2 separate regions of the Danio rerio genome follow, and region 1 is linked to region 2. A link is a contact called in public Hi-C data. All regions are on one chromosome and are shown on one strand. Each heading gives the region's core, a stretch centred on a gene start, on an enhancer-like site or on the middle of the called end of the contact. The rest is flanking DNA. Distances are from core to core; before and after follow the strand shown. Region 1 overlaps tcf4 (transcription factor 4). Region 2 holds the start of tcf4 (transcription factor 4).

The links. Hi-C and Micro-C count contacts between places; a contact is called where the count stands out from the background.
Region 1: a Hi-C map of an unstated tissue shows a contact between it and region 2, with 2.1 times the contacts expected there. The contact joins the enhancer-like site here to the promoter of tcf4 in region 2. A contact is called at or near these places in 4 of 18 Hi-C or Micro-C datasets (caudal fin, hematopoietic stem cells, skeletal muscle and 1 more) and 1 of 4 datasets of contacts at active chromatin or transcription factors (embryo).

Annotation. Positions count from the first base shown.
Region 1 is chr21:1,798,646-1,805,478 of GRCz12tu, forward strand. All of the region lies in intron 8 of tcf4 (transcription factor 4), which reads left to right. Among named protein-coding and RNA genes, the nearest start is that of tcf4, 190 kb to the left of the region's middle. Within about 2 kb of position 5,181, at least 12 of the 62 cell types and tissues checked have an H3K27ac peak or open chromatin away from gene starts, as enhancers often do. A contact at or near this core is called in skeletal muscle, where this site is marked.
Region 2 is chr21:1,607,502-1,614,895 of GRCz12tu, forward strand. It overlaps tcf4 (transcription factor 4), which reads left to right and starts at 3,725. Exons shown (of 20, transcript XM_073935633.1): 1 at 3,725-4,066; 2 at 4,183-4,310; 3 at 5,095-5,167. The coding sequence starts at 4,215.

The sequences.
Region 1 (6,833 bases), core at 3,931-6,430, 190 kb after region 2:
CACTACCGCAACCCTCACAGTAATGTAAAAACAGTAATTATACAGAGTATTATTCATATTATTGATTAAGTTATCCATTAAATCGTATTTTATTTATGCCTACGTTTACCCCAACCCACACAGTAATGTAAAAACAGTAATAATACACAATATTGTTCATATTATTTATCAAATTACCCATTAAATTGTATTTTTTTAGCGCCTAACCCTAAACCCAGTCATCAATGTAATGCATAAACAGCAATTATACACAATATTAATCATATTATTTATTAAATTACTCATTAAATTGTATATTTATTAGAGCTTACCCTTACCCCAACCATCACAATCAAGTAAAAACAGTAAATATACACAATATTATTCATATTATTTATTAAATTACACATTAAATTGTAGTTTATTAACATCTAACCCATCCACAACCATCACAGTAATGTAAAAACAGTAAATATACACAATATTATTCATATTATTTATTAAATTACTCATTAAATTGTATTTTATTAGAACCTACCCCCACCCCAAACATCACAATAAAGTAAAAACAATGAATATTATTTATTAAGTTGCTCAATGATTGCATTTTATTAACATCTACCGCTACCACCACATCTATCTCGTGTTAACACCACGGTATTGTAAAAATAGTAATTATACACAATATTATTCATGTTATTTATTAAATTACCCATTAAATTGTATTTTATTAACATCTACCTCTACCCCAACCCTAAACCTACCCCTCACAGTAATGTCAAATATGAATTATTGTTGTACAGAGTCATTTAAATTATATTATACTGATGTGAGTATCCAGAGCTGTATCCCTTCTAGACTCATAGAATGAATCATAAAATGATTTACTCTGTTTTTGAAGGTGAGTGTTTGCAAACCATTTATATTTATTTTATCTATTTATATTTTTTTTTAATTATATTTTTAATTATATATTTTAATTAATTTTTTAATATATTATTTTTTTTTTTTAATGTTCAACTTAATTTGATTGTTAAATTCAGCCCATAAAAAGCAACCCCTTACAGTACCTTAAAGAAATAGAGTAAATCCAGTGAATCTTTTTATTCAGTCTAGAAGAGATACAGCTCCGGATACATCAAGATAACATCATTTATATGACTCTGTACAACAATAATTCATATTTTACTTTACTGTGAGGGATTTGTTTTGGGTTAGGGTAGGGGTGAAGGTTAATAAAATACAATTTCATACGTAATTTAATAAACTAATATAAAAAATATTGTGTATATTTACTGTTTTTACATTACTCTCAGGGTTGTGGATGGGTCAGACGTTAATAAACAACAATTTAATGTGTAATTTAATAAATAACATGAATAATATTGTGTATATTTACTGTTTTTACATTACTGTGATGGTTGGGGTAAGGGTAGGCTCTAATAAAATACAATTTAACGAGTAATTTAATAAATAATATGAATAATATTGTGTATATTTACTGTTTTTACATTATTGTGATGGTTGGGTTTAAGGTTAGACATTAATAAAACACAATTTAAAAGCTAATTTAATAAATAATATGAATAATATTGTGTATATTTACTGTTTTTACATTATTGTGATGGTTGGGTTTAAGGTTAGACATTAATAAAATACAATTTATAAGCTAATTTAATAAATAATATGAATAATATTGTGTATATTTACTGTTTTTACATTACTGTGAGGGTTAAGGTAGCGGTAGATGTTAATAAAATACAATTTAATCAGTAATTTAATAAATAACATGAATAATATTGTGTATATTTACTGTTTTTACATTATTGTGATGGTTGGGGTAAGGGTAAGCTCTAATAAAATACAATTTAATGTGTAATTTAATAAATAATATGAATAATATTGTGTATATTTACTGTTTTTACATCACTGTGAGGGTTAAGGTAGCGGTAGATGTTAAAAAATACAATTTAATCAGTAATTTAATAAATAATATGAATAATATTGTGTATATTTACTGTTTTTACATTATTGTGATGGTTGGGGTAACGGTAGGCTCTAATAAAATACAATTTAACGAGTAATTTATTAAATAATATGAATAATATTGTGCATATTTACTGTTTTTGCATTATTGTGATGGTTGGGTTTAAGGTTAGACATTAATAAAACACAATTTAAAAGCTAATTTAATAAATAATATGAATAATGTTGTGTATATTTACTGTTTTTACATTATTGTGATGGTTGGGTTTAGGGTTAGATGTTAATAAACTACAATTTAACGAGTAATTTAATAAATAACATGAATAATATTGTGCATATTTACTGTTTTTACATTACTGTGAGGGTTGGGTTAGTGGTAGATCTTAATAAAATACAATTTAATGTATTGTTGATTAAATAATATGAGTAATATTCTGCAGATTTGATCAGATTACTTCTGTTGTAAGTGCATTTGCATGTGTGTGTGTGCGTGTGTTGATGCAGGAGTGCTGAGAGTGTTATGGACGCATCTTCGAGTGTGTTTGCGGTGATGTTGTTGTTTTATAAAGACGAATCGTCCGTCTGTGTGCTTTAATAAGCCGGAGCGGCGCAGGTTTATGGCAGTAAAGACACTTTAGTGCTTTTTAATTGTGCTCTTGTGGTTTGCACTGCCATGCGAGCATATGCCTCACACACACACACACAGACACTCACACAGACACGCATGCAAACGCAAACCCACACACAGACATGCACACACAGACTCACATGCACACAGACTGACACACGCAGGCACGCATGCAAACACACACAGACTTACACGCACACAGACACTCACACTCAAATGAATGCACACATATATATACTAACAAAGACACACCATACACGCACACAACACACACATACAAACAAACACACACACACACACTTGTCCAGCTATCTCTATAGGGATTTTCCACAGGTGTAGAGATGCTTCTACTCAACAGATGGCATATTCTGTCCTTCAATGAAAACATTTTGCACTTTTAAATTGTCAAAATACTTTATTTTGTCTGACTTTAGAGCTGTTTTCTGTCATGGGGGACAAAAAAGGTTCTCACAAGGTCAAAAGTGACTGATATTGCTATACTTGTGGGGACATTTGGTACCCACAACGTGATGAATGTGTGAGTGTTTGAGTGTTTGAGTGTGTGTGCGCGTGTGACTGTGTCTTCATACAGTATGTGTGTGTGCATGCTTGTGCATGTGTGTGTGTGTGTGTGTGTGTATAAACAAGACGTGTGATGTTAAGTGTGTGCATTAGATAGTTATAACTATGTTAAGTGTATGTAAATGGGCATTAGAGCTTCAATAATGCATCATAAAGGTTTCATATTTTGATTATGCACTAGCTGCGTTATACGATTGTTATGATTTAAGGAGTCTTTTGAGTCATTTTGGGAAATCAAATGCATTTGTTTTTTGCTTCTGTTTGTTCATTTATATTTGTGGGTGTCACAGTGGCTCAGTGGTTAGCAATGACGCCCCACAGCAAGATATTCATTGGTTCTAGTCCCGGCTGGGCCAGTTGGTGTTTCTGTGTGGAGTTTGCATGTTCTCCCCGTGTTGGCGTGGTTTTCCTCTGGGTGCTCCGGTTTCCCCCACAGTCCTATAACGGAATTGATGAACTTGTCTGTAGTGTATGAGTGTGTATGGGTGTTTCCCAGTGATGGGTTGCAGCTGGAATGGCATCCACTGCGTAAAAGATATGCTGGATAAATTGGCGGTTCATTCCGCTGTGGTGAGCCCAGATTAATAAAGGGACTAAGCCGAAAAGAAAATGAATGAATGAATGAATGAATGAATGAATGAATGAATGAATGAGAACTGCAGTACATTAACTTAATATTTAACTTATAACTATATATATATATATAGACAGAAGTATTAACCCTCCTGAATTTTTGTATTTTATAGAAAGTCATAAGAAAAAATAAGATGTATTAAATTAAAGATTTTCCCCCCAATTTAAATAAAGTACCTAATTACTTTTTACATTTATGTATATATATTCTCATAATTTTTAATCAAAAGCAAAAAATATCCATTAAATACATTAATTAATTACTTAAAAACGTTATTTTATTCTTACAATTCCTTATTAAATATGAAAATTTAAATAGCAAAATCTTTCTTTTTTTATTATGTTTATCCATTATATATATATATATATATATTCTCTCACACTTTCCATTAATTTGAAATTTAAATAGCAGTCTCATTTTATTATTATTATAATTATTAATATGTATTTATTTATTTAGTTACTTATTTTAAATATTAAATGTTGAATAAATACAGTAATTATTTACCTAAATATTTTATATGCATTCTCAAATTTTTCAAATAAAAGAGAAAATTTAAATTAAAAAATCGATTTTTTATTATATTTATAATTATTTATTTATGTATTTTTTTATTCATTATTTACTTATTTAATTAGTTATTTTAAATAATAAAGTGTTCATGCTGTGTGTGTGTGTGTGTGTGTGTGTGTGTGTGTGTGTGTGTGTGTGTGTGTGTGTGTGTGTGTGTGTGTGTGCGTGCGCATGCACGTACATGCGTACGTATCTGTGTGTGTGTGCGTGCGTGTGTTTGTTAGAGAGACTGTTTTTATAAGTGTGTTCGTGTGTGTGTGTGTGTGCGTATGCTTGTGTGTGAATGTGTGACAGTGCCTTTGTGTGTGTGTGAGAGACTGTTCATGTGTGTGTAAGAGAGACTATGTATTTTATGTGTGTGCATGTGACTGTCTTCGTATGTGTGTGTGTGCGTGCGTGTGCTTGTGTATGAGAGAGAGTCTTTGGGTGTGTGTGTGTGTGTATGTGTGTGTGCGCAAGTCTCTGTGTGTGTGTGTGACTGTTTTGCATTGTGTGTATGTGTGCGAGAGAGATTGTGATTGTGATTGTGTGTGTGTGTGTGTGTGTGTGTGTGTGTGTGTGTGTGTGTGTGTGTGTGTGTGTGTGTGTGTGTGTGTGTGTGTGTGTGTGTACACGTGTGTAAAACTGTTTTAGTGTGCATGCATGTGTGCGTCTGAATGTGTGAGTGACTGTGTGAGTGTGGGTTCAGGTGTGTCTCCATGGTGACGGTTTGACTGACAGGTAGCGGTCGGAGTGTGCAGTGTGCAGACGGAGGTAAGAGTTTGGCTGCGTCCCAAAACTCAGCCAAAGAAAGAAAGAAAGAAAGCAGCAGCCTCCCTCCCGCACCAGCTGTCCACAGCGCTTGTGTTGGAAGCAGAGTGTGAGAACGCTGTTTAAAACCAACCGTGTGTGTGTGTGTGTGTGTGAACCCTGCAGAACCTCGGGTTGCGTCTTAATGAACATGTGCTTGATTTGCAGTCAGGATTTGTGAGATATCGCTGAACAATCCAGTGTCATTTTGCTGCTTTCCTCCAGCCATGTTCCACTGACACAGATGAAGTCGAGTTCATGATCATAAAGAATTTAAAAAGGCCAAATTAGTAATTTCAGCGCAATCTTGCGAGTTTAATTAGTGTTTGAGACTCATAAAGGAATAATTCAGACACACACACACAAAAAATGAACATTCTGTCATCATTTACTAACCCGCATGACACACAAAAGGAGGAGCTGCTCTTTGATGATGATGAAAAAAAGCATTAATAATCCATACATCAGCATTTATATTACAAGTTCATAGTTCTGTGGACTGAATGATTATAAGACACAAAAGGAGATACTTAGTAGAATGTAAAAATCTGATATTTTAATATACAGTTTGTTCTAAATCAGTAGTTTTGCATACATTTAATTAGTGTCTGAGACAAAAATAATGTTCTGATGTCATTGAAAAACTTGCATGACTTTCTTCTGTAAAACACAAAAGGAGATGTTTAGCAGAATGTGCACGCTGCTATTTTTGTATATAATGAATATGCATGGGAATGCCAGCAGCTAAGCTGCAAAACTGACCAAAAACAAACATTAAAATGAGCTATTATGATGTTTTTGTCTTATTTAGAGCTCAAGTTTCTCTATTTGCATTCACTTTCACTAACAGAGGAGATATATATAGTGAAAATGTCCAAAAACACTTTTATAATTAACAGCTATGGTGTTTGTCGTCCTTTTCTAGAGCTTAAATTTCTCTATTTGCATTCACTTTCACTAAAGGAAAAACGAAAGGAGATATGTGGTGGAATGTGCGCGCTGCTGTTTTATAGTGAAAATGCATGCCAATAAAAGCCTTTAAGATGTAAAAATGACCAAAAACAACATTATAATGAGCTTTTATGATGCTTTTTGTTCTTTTTAGAGCTCTATTCCCTCTATTTGCATTCACTTTCACTTAAGGAGAAACAAAAATAGATGTTTAATATAATGTCCATGATGCTGTTTCATATATCAAGGGAAAATGCATGTCCATGGAAGCGTTTGAACCACAAAAATGACCAAAAAATATATATATTATTATGAGCTATTATGAATTTTCACCTATTGTAGAGCTCAAATTCTTTATTTGCATTCGCTTTCACTATATGTAGAACATATTTTAATATATGTTCTAAATCAGTATTTTGTCTAAGTTTAATTAGTGTCTGATGCATAAAATAATGTTCTGACGTCATTTAAAAACCTGCATGACATTATTTCTTCTGTAAAACACAGAAGGAGATGTTTAGTAGAATGCGCACGCTGCTATTTCTGTATATAATGAATATCCATGTGATTGGAAGCAGCTTCCAAAAAAACATTTAAATGAGCTATTATGATGAATTTTGTCCTTTTCTAGAGCTCAAATTCCTCTATTTAAATTGTTTCACTAAAGAATATACAAAATGACATATTTTGTAGAATGTGTATGTTTATATG
Region 2 (7,394 bases), core at 2,475-4,974:
GTAGCTTTGATTTGTAAAGAAATAAGGTGGAATTCAGGATTTTTACAGTGCATATATACAGTACAAGTTAAAAGTATTTAATTTTTTAAGCTTTTACTCCCAAAATCATTCTGCATATAATATAATTCTGCGCAGAAATTGCATTAAAAAAACTGCAGGTTCTGTCTTGCCCTGGTTGTACACATCTTTGTTAGTGGGAGACGAGCGTGTGGTGTGTTTTCTGCTGGTTTTTTGGCACAGGTGTGTGAAATCATGTCCTCCAGCGAGACATCAGACCCCTGCAAGAGACCCGTGTGTGTGATGCAGAAATCATAAACGCTGCTATTATGATGCTTTGAAAAAATATAACACTGATGAGAAATGAATCAATCACTTATGGATCAATACCATCACATATCTAACAACTGCATATCCAGCTTTTGATTGATCTTTACTTCTGGAGCTCTTCTTTGCAATGCATATAAAAAATCTAGACATTTTGACACACATTGACATTTTAAAAAAAATTATTTATTTATTTATAATAAATTAATTAACCTAAAGGCTCCAGGACACGCTTGAAAAGGTGATTACAAATCTGTTTTCCTGATAAAATAAATATTTAAACTATGCAATTGTTTTTATGCACGATAAAGAATAAATGCAAGTCATTAAATACAATCATATTCATAATTTGTCATTACATTTACAGCATTATGCTTTTAAGACCCCAAGAATGCATTGATATATATATATATATATATATATATATATATATATATATATATATATATATATATATATATATATATATATATATAATTATTTTTAAATAAAAATAAATGATTAAGACTGTGCATCTTAAACTACAGTTGTGCATTTCTGCATTATGAATAACACTTTGCAAAAAAAAGAGAGAAAAGCTTTTTTTTATGCAAAGCAGTGTGTTTTACAGGTGCAGCACTGTGAAGATTTCCAAAGAGAAAACATCAGCCAAACGTGAGCCAATTTTACTTGCGTTTGTCCACTTTAGATTGGTTTGGATGGGTTAGGAGATGACTCTTTTTACACATTTAATAGTCTACATAGTAGAATAATAGTGATTTGGTTATTTGGGGGATTAAAAGGTTCATAAGTGATGTTTTTGCGATGACTGAGCTTGAACCCTGGAGCTTCACTTTAAAAAAATGCTAGATTGTTTCTAACTCAACATTGGGTCAAACATTATTATTTTTTTTTTACAATTTAATTTAATTTAAATAGATTGCATTGTTTGTGTATTTTAATTAATTTTAAACACATTTTAATCTGCTTTATTCTTTGTTGCTTTTAATTGTTGTTCTTCATTTACACCATTGTGTGTGTGTGTATATATATATATATATATATATATATATATATATATATATATATATATATATATATATATATATATATATATATTTTTTTTTTTTTTTTTTTAAGCTAACTTTTATTTAGAAATATAAATAAAAATGTCTCACACAACTTGCATTTTTTTAACCCAACTGATAGGTTTGTCCATATTTGACAAAACAACGCAGCATTTTCTAGAGTGTTTGATCAGCGGCTCACAACAAGTCAAAGATGAGACATCTGTGTGTGTTTCTGTCAGATACATTCCTCAAATCTGATTTATTTGTTGCACAAAAAGCAGATTAAATGCAATTAATGACTTCAGTGGAAATAATAATAATAATAAACAGAGATATTTGAGTCATAAATCACAATTATTCTGATATATTTATACGCATTTATTAAAATGCATTTTTAAAAATAATAATGCTTCCAGTCTAAATTATGAAAGATATGTTGTCAAATAGGTCAAATCTAGTCATTTTTCAGACTGCAGATATACAGTATGAGGCTGAACTGTGATCCTGAATAGTCTTTTATCCCATATAGAAATCTGATATATTGCTCTATATGCAAATTGCAGATACTGTAAATGGTTTAGGAGTTAGATCAAGCATACTGTATGTTTGCAACACATATTTAAAACATTTACTAAAGGCATTTTACATGTATTTGTTTAAACAGTTGGCAAATATGCACATGTATGTTCATAAATACACTGTTTTTATTTCTTACACTTTACATAAGCATCTTTTGTTCTTCTTTATTTACACCATTGTGTGTGAATAACAGTGTGTTATATATATATATATATATATATATATATATATATATATATATATATATATATATATATATATATATATATATATATATATTGTATATCACATAATTTACATTTTTTTAACTCAATTGCTGGGTTTGTCCATATGTGACACAAAACAACCCAGCATTTTCTTGTGTTTGATCAGCGGCTCACTATATCAGGTCAAAGATGAGACATCTGTGTGTGTTTCTGTCAGATGCATTCCTAAAATCTGATTTATTTGCACAGAAAGCAGATTAAATTAATAACTTTTGTGGAAAAAAACAGACATATTTGAGTCATAATATCAAATTACAATTATTCTGATATTATGCACTTCTTGAAATGCATTAAAAATGCTTCCAATCAAATGTATGAAAAACATGTTGTCAAATATGTCAAATCTAGCCATTTTTAATAGTCTTTTTCACCCGTATTGAAATCTGATATATTGCAATATATGCAAAGCACATTTATAAAAGGCATAGAAGTTAGATTTTACATATATAAGACATACTGTATGTATGCAACACATATTTACAAGATTTCCAAAATGGCATTTTACATTAATTAGTTTAAACAATTGGCAAATATGCACATATAGGTTCAAAAATGCACTGTTTTTATTTCTTATACTTGTTTTTTATGTCTCTTTTGTTCTTCTTTATTTACACCATTGTGTGTGAAATGTTATATGTAAATGTCTCGCATAACTTACACTTTTTTTTTTAACTCAATTGCTGGGTTTGTCCATATGTGACACAAAACAACCCAGCATTTTCTAGAGTGTTGATCAGCGGCTCACTATATCAGGTCAAAGATGAGACATCTGTGTGTGTGTTTCTGTCAGATGCATTCCTAAAATCTGATTTATTTGCACAGAAATTAAATTAATAACTTTTGTGGAAAAATAGCAGACATATTTGAGTCATAATATCAAATCACAATTATTCTGATAGTATGCACATCTTGAAATGCATTGAAAATGCTTCCAATCAAATGTATGAAAGACATGTTGTCAAACAGGTCAAATCTAGCCATTTTTTCAGATTGCAGATTCATAGGGTTGAACTGTGATCCTGAATAGTCTTTTAGCCCATATAGAAATCTGATATATTGCTCTATATGCAAATTGCATATACTGTATATGGTGTAGTAGTTAGATCAGACATACTGTATGTTTGCAACACACATTTAAAACATTTACAAATGGCATTTTACATGTATTAGTTTAAACGGTTGGAATTTCAAATACGCACATATATGTTCACAATATATCTGTTCATATATACATATATATGGTCATAAATCAGATTTCCGAATGCGTTTTAAATGGCAGTATTTGCTTGGTGACATATAAACTATCGTCGCGCTCAATAAGATTTCAGCGCCTGCGTGTCGTCTATAAATCACTGTCAAAATCTATGATTCTTTCTCTTTTCAATTTGCTCTGAAAGAAAAAAGCACACTCATTTTATATAATCGCCTTTTCGTTTACTTTCGAGTGATCAAGAAGTAGACCCGAGCTGTCTCCGTGCTCAAATAAATGTGCAATAATTCCTAAAAAGCATCAGAAGTTGCGTGCGTCCGCGCGGGTTTGACTGGAGCGCTCCTGCAGAAGGTGCTGTGCGAACGCGCATTTCAGCGTCCTGTCAATAAAGCAGTCCACGAGCGCACAGATCTGCGCGTTTTTTATTAATCCACCCTTCTCTCCTCTCTCCGAGTTATTGATCGGTCGCTTTTCGGATTGTCGCCGGCCGGACACTTGGAGAGACTTTTTGTTGATCTGAACGCGTGAGCGAGCAGCGCGCAACCGGACACCTGCGCGTCCGCTTCGGCTCGTGCAGAAATGTTCCTCTGATCCCACAGACTCTGAGTGGAATTTTTGGGGGCTCGATCGTGCCGTGGGTCCGTTTGTGTGCGTGTGTGTATGTGTGTGTGCGCGTGCGTGTGTGTTTCTGAAGACCAGACACGCTCCTCCTGATCGGGTGTTTTCTCATTGCGATCTGTTTCCATGTTTTTAGGTTTATGTGATATTTTCTAAAAAAAAAAAAAAATGCATCATCACCATCATCATCATCACCATCATCATCAGAGAATGGCCGCTTTAGGGACGGATAAGGAACTCAGCGATTTACTGGATTTCAGCGCGGTAAGTCACTTCGCGTTTCTCCACGCCGGAGATCACACACACACACACTGTACTTTCTGTGCTTTTGTCACATTGCATTGTGTTAGAGTGCGCAAATTGATCTGTAGAAGTGTTTAAAGATGACTTTTGTGCAATCTAAAACTCAAACAAACAGAAAGTTGTGGTTTTGATAGATGTGATGTTGCTGCATTAGTAATTCTGTTGTCTTATAGATGCGAAACAGCGATTTGAAAATGTTCCCCACGTCAATGGTAGTATATCCCACTTTATTCTTGTGTTTTCTTTCTGTTTGCTCTTTCATAGATTCGTGTACATGTTGTGTTGACCCTTGACAGAAAGTTTAAACCGGAATTCTGATGGAATTTAGAACGTGATCGAATCTTGCAGCGCCCCCCCCCCTCCCCTTTGATCTGTCACTTTGAAATTCCATCAGAATTCCTTAATGTTTAGAGTAGATTCTTCTTCTTCTTCTTCTTCTTCTGATGATGATGATGATGATGATGATGATGGTTGAGTGACAAAAGAGCTTAAATGTGCATCCTGTGAGAAATGGCAAGTTTTGACTCAGGAAATGTGCCTTTCAGCCTCACTTTCCAAAAATATTCCAAGCAGACTGTAGACTTTGACTTGTGCAGTCACATCTGAGGTCATATTATCAATCAAATGCAGAGAGAGCTGATGCATGCATGTTAATACCGCAGGGAATTGAGCATGTTTCAAATCAAATGTGTGTGTTTGTAAGGTTTTTTTCCAGCTTGTAACGTGTTGTCATCTCTGTTTGTAGATGTTTTCTCCTCCTGTCAGCGGCGGGAAGAACGGACCCACGTCTCTAGGAAGTGGACACTTCTCTGGATCAAGTATGTCAATGCATGTGCTTCTCTCTTCATCATGAGCTTGGTTTAAATATGCACATGTGTAATATAAAGGAAGCTTCAAGGGATAGTTCACCCAAAAAGGAAAAATGCCTCTTTATTTGATGCTTTTAAGCTTCATGAGAAACACAAACAGTTTTATTTTTATTAATGCTGATTGACGGCACACATTCACTTTTGTGATAGAAATAAAACACAATGCATGCCATCAGTCTTCAGATATTTCTCTTCAGCAGAAGAAAGAAACTCAAGTTGAAGTGTAAGTTTTCATTTTTAAAGGTGAACTATCCCTTTTAGGTGTGTGCAGATGTTTGCCCTATTAAAACACACAACTTCAGGTGTGTGTGTGTGTGACATGCAAGTCACAGTTGACGCGCTGTGAGGATTACGGTGATTGTTGTGGCAGATGTTGGTGTTTGAAATGCTGCGCGGCGGCTTGTTTTTCTGCACAAACACACTCATGCATAATTTGTGCAATACGGACGCCACACCTGCAGGGGCCAAAGTGTGTGTTTTAGAGCACACACTGCACACACACACACATGCACAAAAGCTGATTTTGAAATTTGCGCACACAACTAAAAATAAACGACCTCCACCCTGGAAGTGGATTGAGGAAGTGCTGCGGCTCATTCCTGCGCATGCATCATTTCCCCGCGGTGCATTGATATGGTGACGCGCCAGCGCAGATGGAGGCTGAGAGAGAGAAAAAAAAGAAGCGTTTGTCAGTGTCACGGCCCGTGTTTTCAATGCCTGCTATTGTTTTCTGCAGACTTGAGTGTTGTTTAGGGTTCGATAATTTGCATGCCGCCCCCTTCCCCCTTCTTTAGCCCCCCAGATCCTGCGCTTTCGCCTGAATTGCGTCGCAGTTTTACGCTGTTGGAAAGTCGGCCACCAGGATGGAGGGGGGTCTCAAAACTACAGCTAGTCTGTTGCCATGCAACTTGGCTCAGAAAAAAACACAACACACTAGGAAACATTTCATAAAGTGTGAAGAAGAAATACATTCAATAAATAACATGCAAACGTGTGGGCACGCTGCTAAATTTACAGTACGGATTATTTCCCCGTTGCCCGTTTCCAGTGCCAGTCTCTAGACTCAACGGCGTACGTTTGTTCTGCTAACAGCCGTGGCTTATTAAGCCACCGTTTCAAATAAAGTGGGTTTATTTTAATAGCAGGACGACAGAATAAAAAAAAAGTGCACGGCTCTGTTTTGGTTCTGCTTGTCAGTCAAACGCATTAAAGCGCAGACATGAAGATTCTCCTCCCACAATCCCCAACACTTCCACCAGCGGCTTTTTGTCTTTCTCTCGGAGGCGGAGATGATGCACAGCCACAGAAAAACCCTTTAATTGTGCGTCAGATTAGGAATTAATGAGCGTTTTAGCTTGTAATATTGCTACTATTTGCTATCTAATGCTAATAATGAGTCTGCTTGCAGGAGTCTGCGTTTGCTGGGGTGTTGGTTGGCGTGAGAACATTTATTTTTGTGAGATTAAAAAGTTTGGAAGTTGACCGGAAGCTGATAGATTTGCTGTTTTTTGGATGTTTTTTAATGCTCATATTTCTTAAAGTTCTATATAAATAAAACATGATGCAAGAAGAAGTCATGATAACAAAATATTTGATGCTATTTTAGCTTATTTCAGCTCCTTTGTTTTTAGTTAAACTCAGTTTAACTTCATATCTTTAGTCTGTTTGGCTGATGTGAGTTGGGATGAATTGTATTTGATGCAAGTAAAAAGTTGATATTTTTTCTGTGTAGTTTATATAATTAGCACATTTTCACAGATATTATTATTAAATCATTTAAATGAGCAAATAAATAACTGTATTCACTCATGCTCGTATGATATTGGGAAATAATCTGTGTGCATGCCATATGCTGTACATGTTTATGACGGAGAGATTTGTTTTTAACACATTTTGAACAGTATTTTTAATAAACTCATTTCTAATAACTGATTTATTTTCTCTTTGCCATCATGACACATAATATTAGACTAGATTTTCTTCAAGATACTGGTATTCAGCTTAAATCGACATTTAAAGGCCTAACTAGGTTAATTAAGGTTAATTAACACTCATATATATATATATATATATATATATATATATATATATATATATATATATATATATATATATATATAGTACATATATATATAGTGTTAATATATAGTATATAGTAATTAAAAAAATTATTACT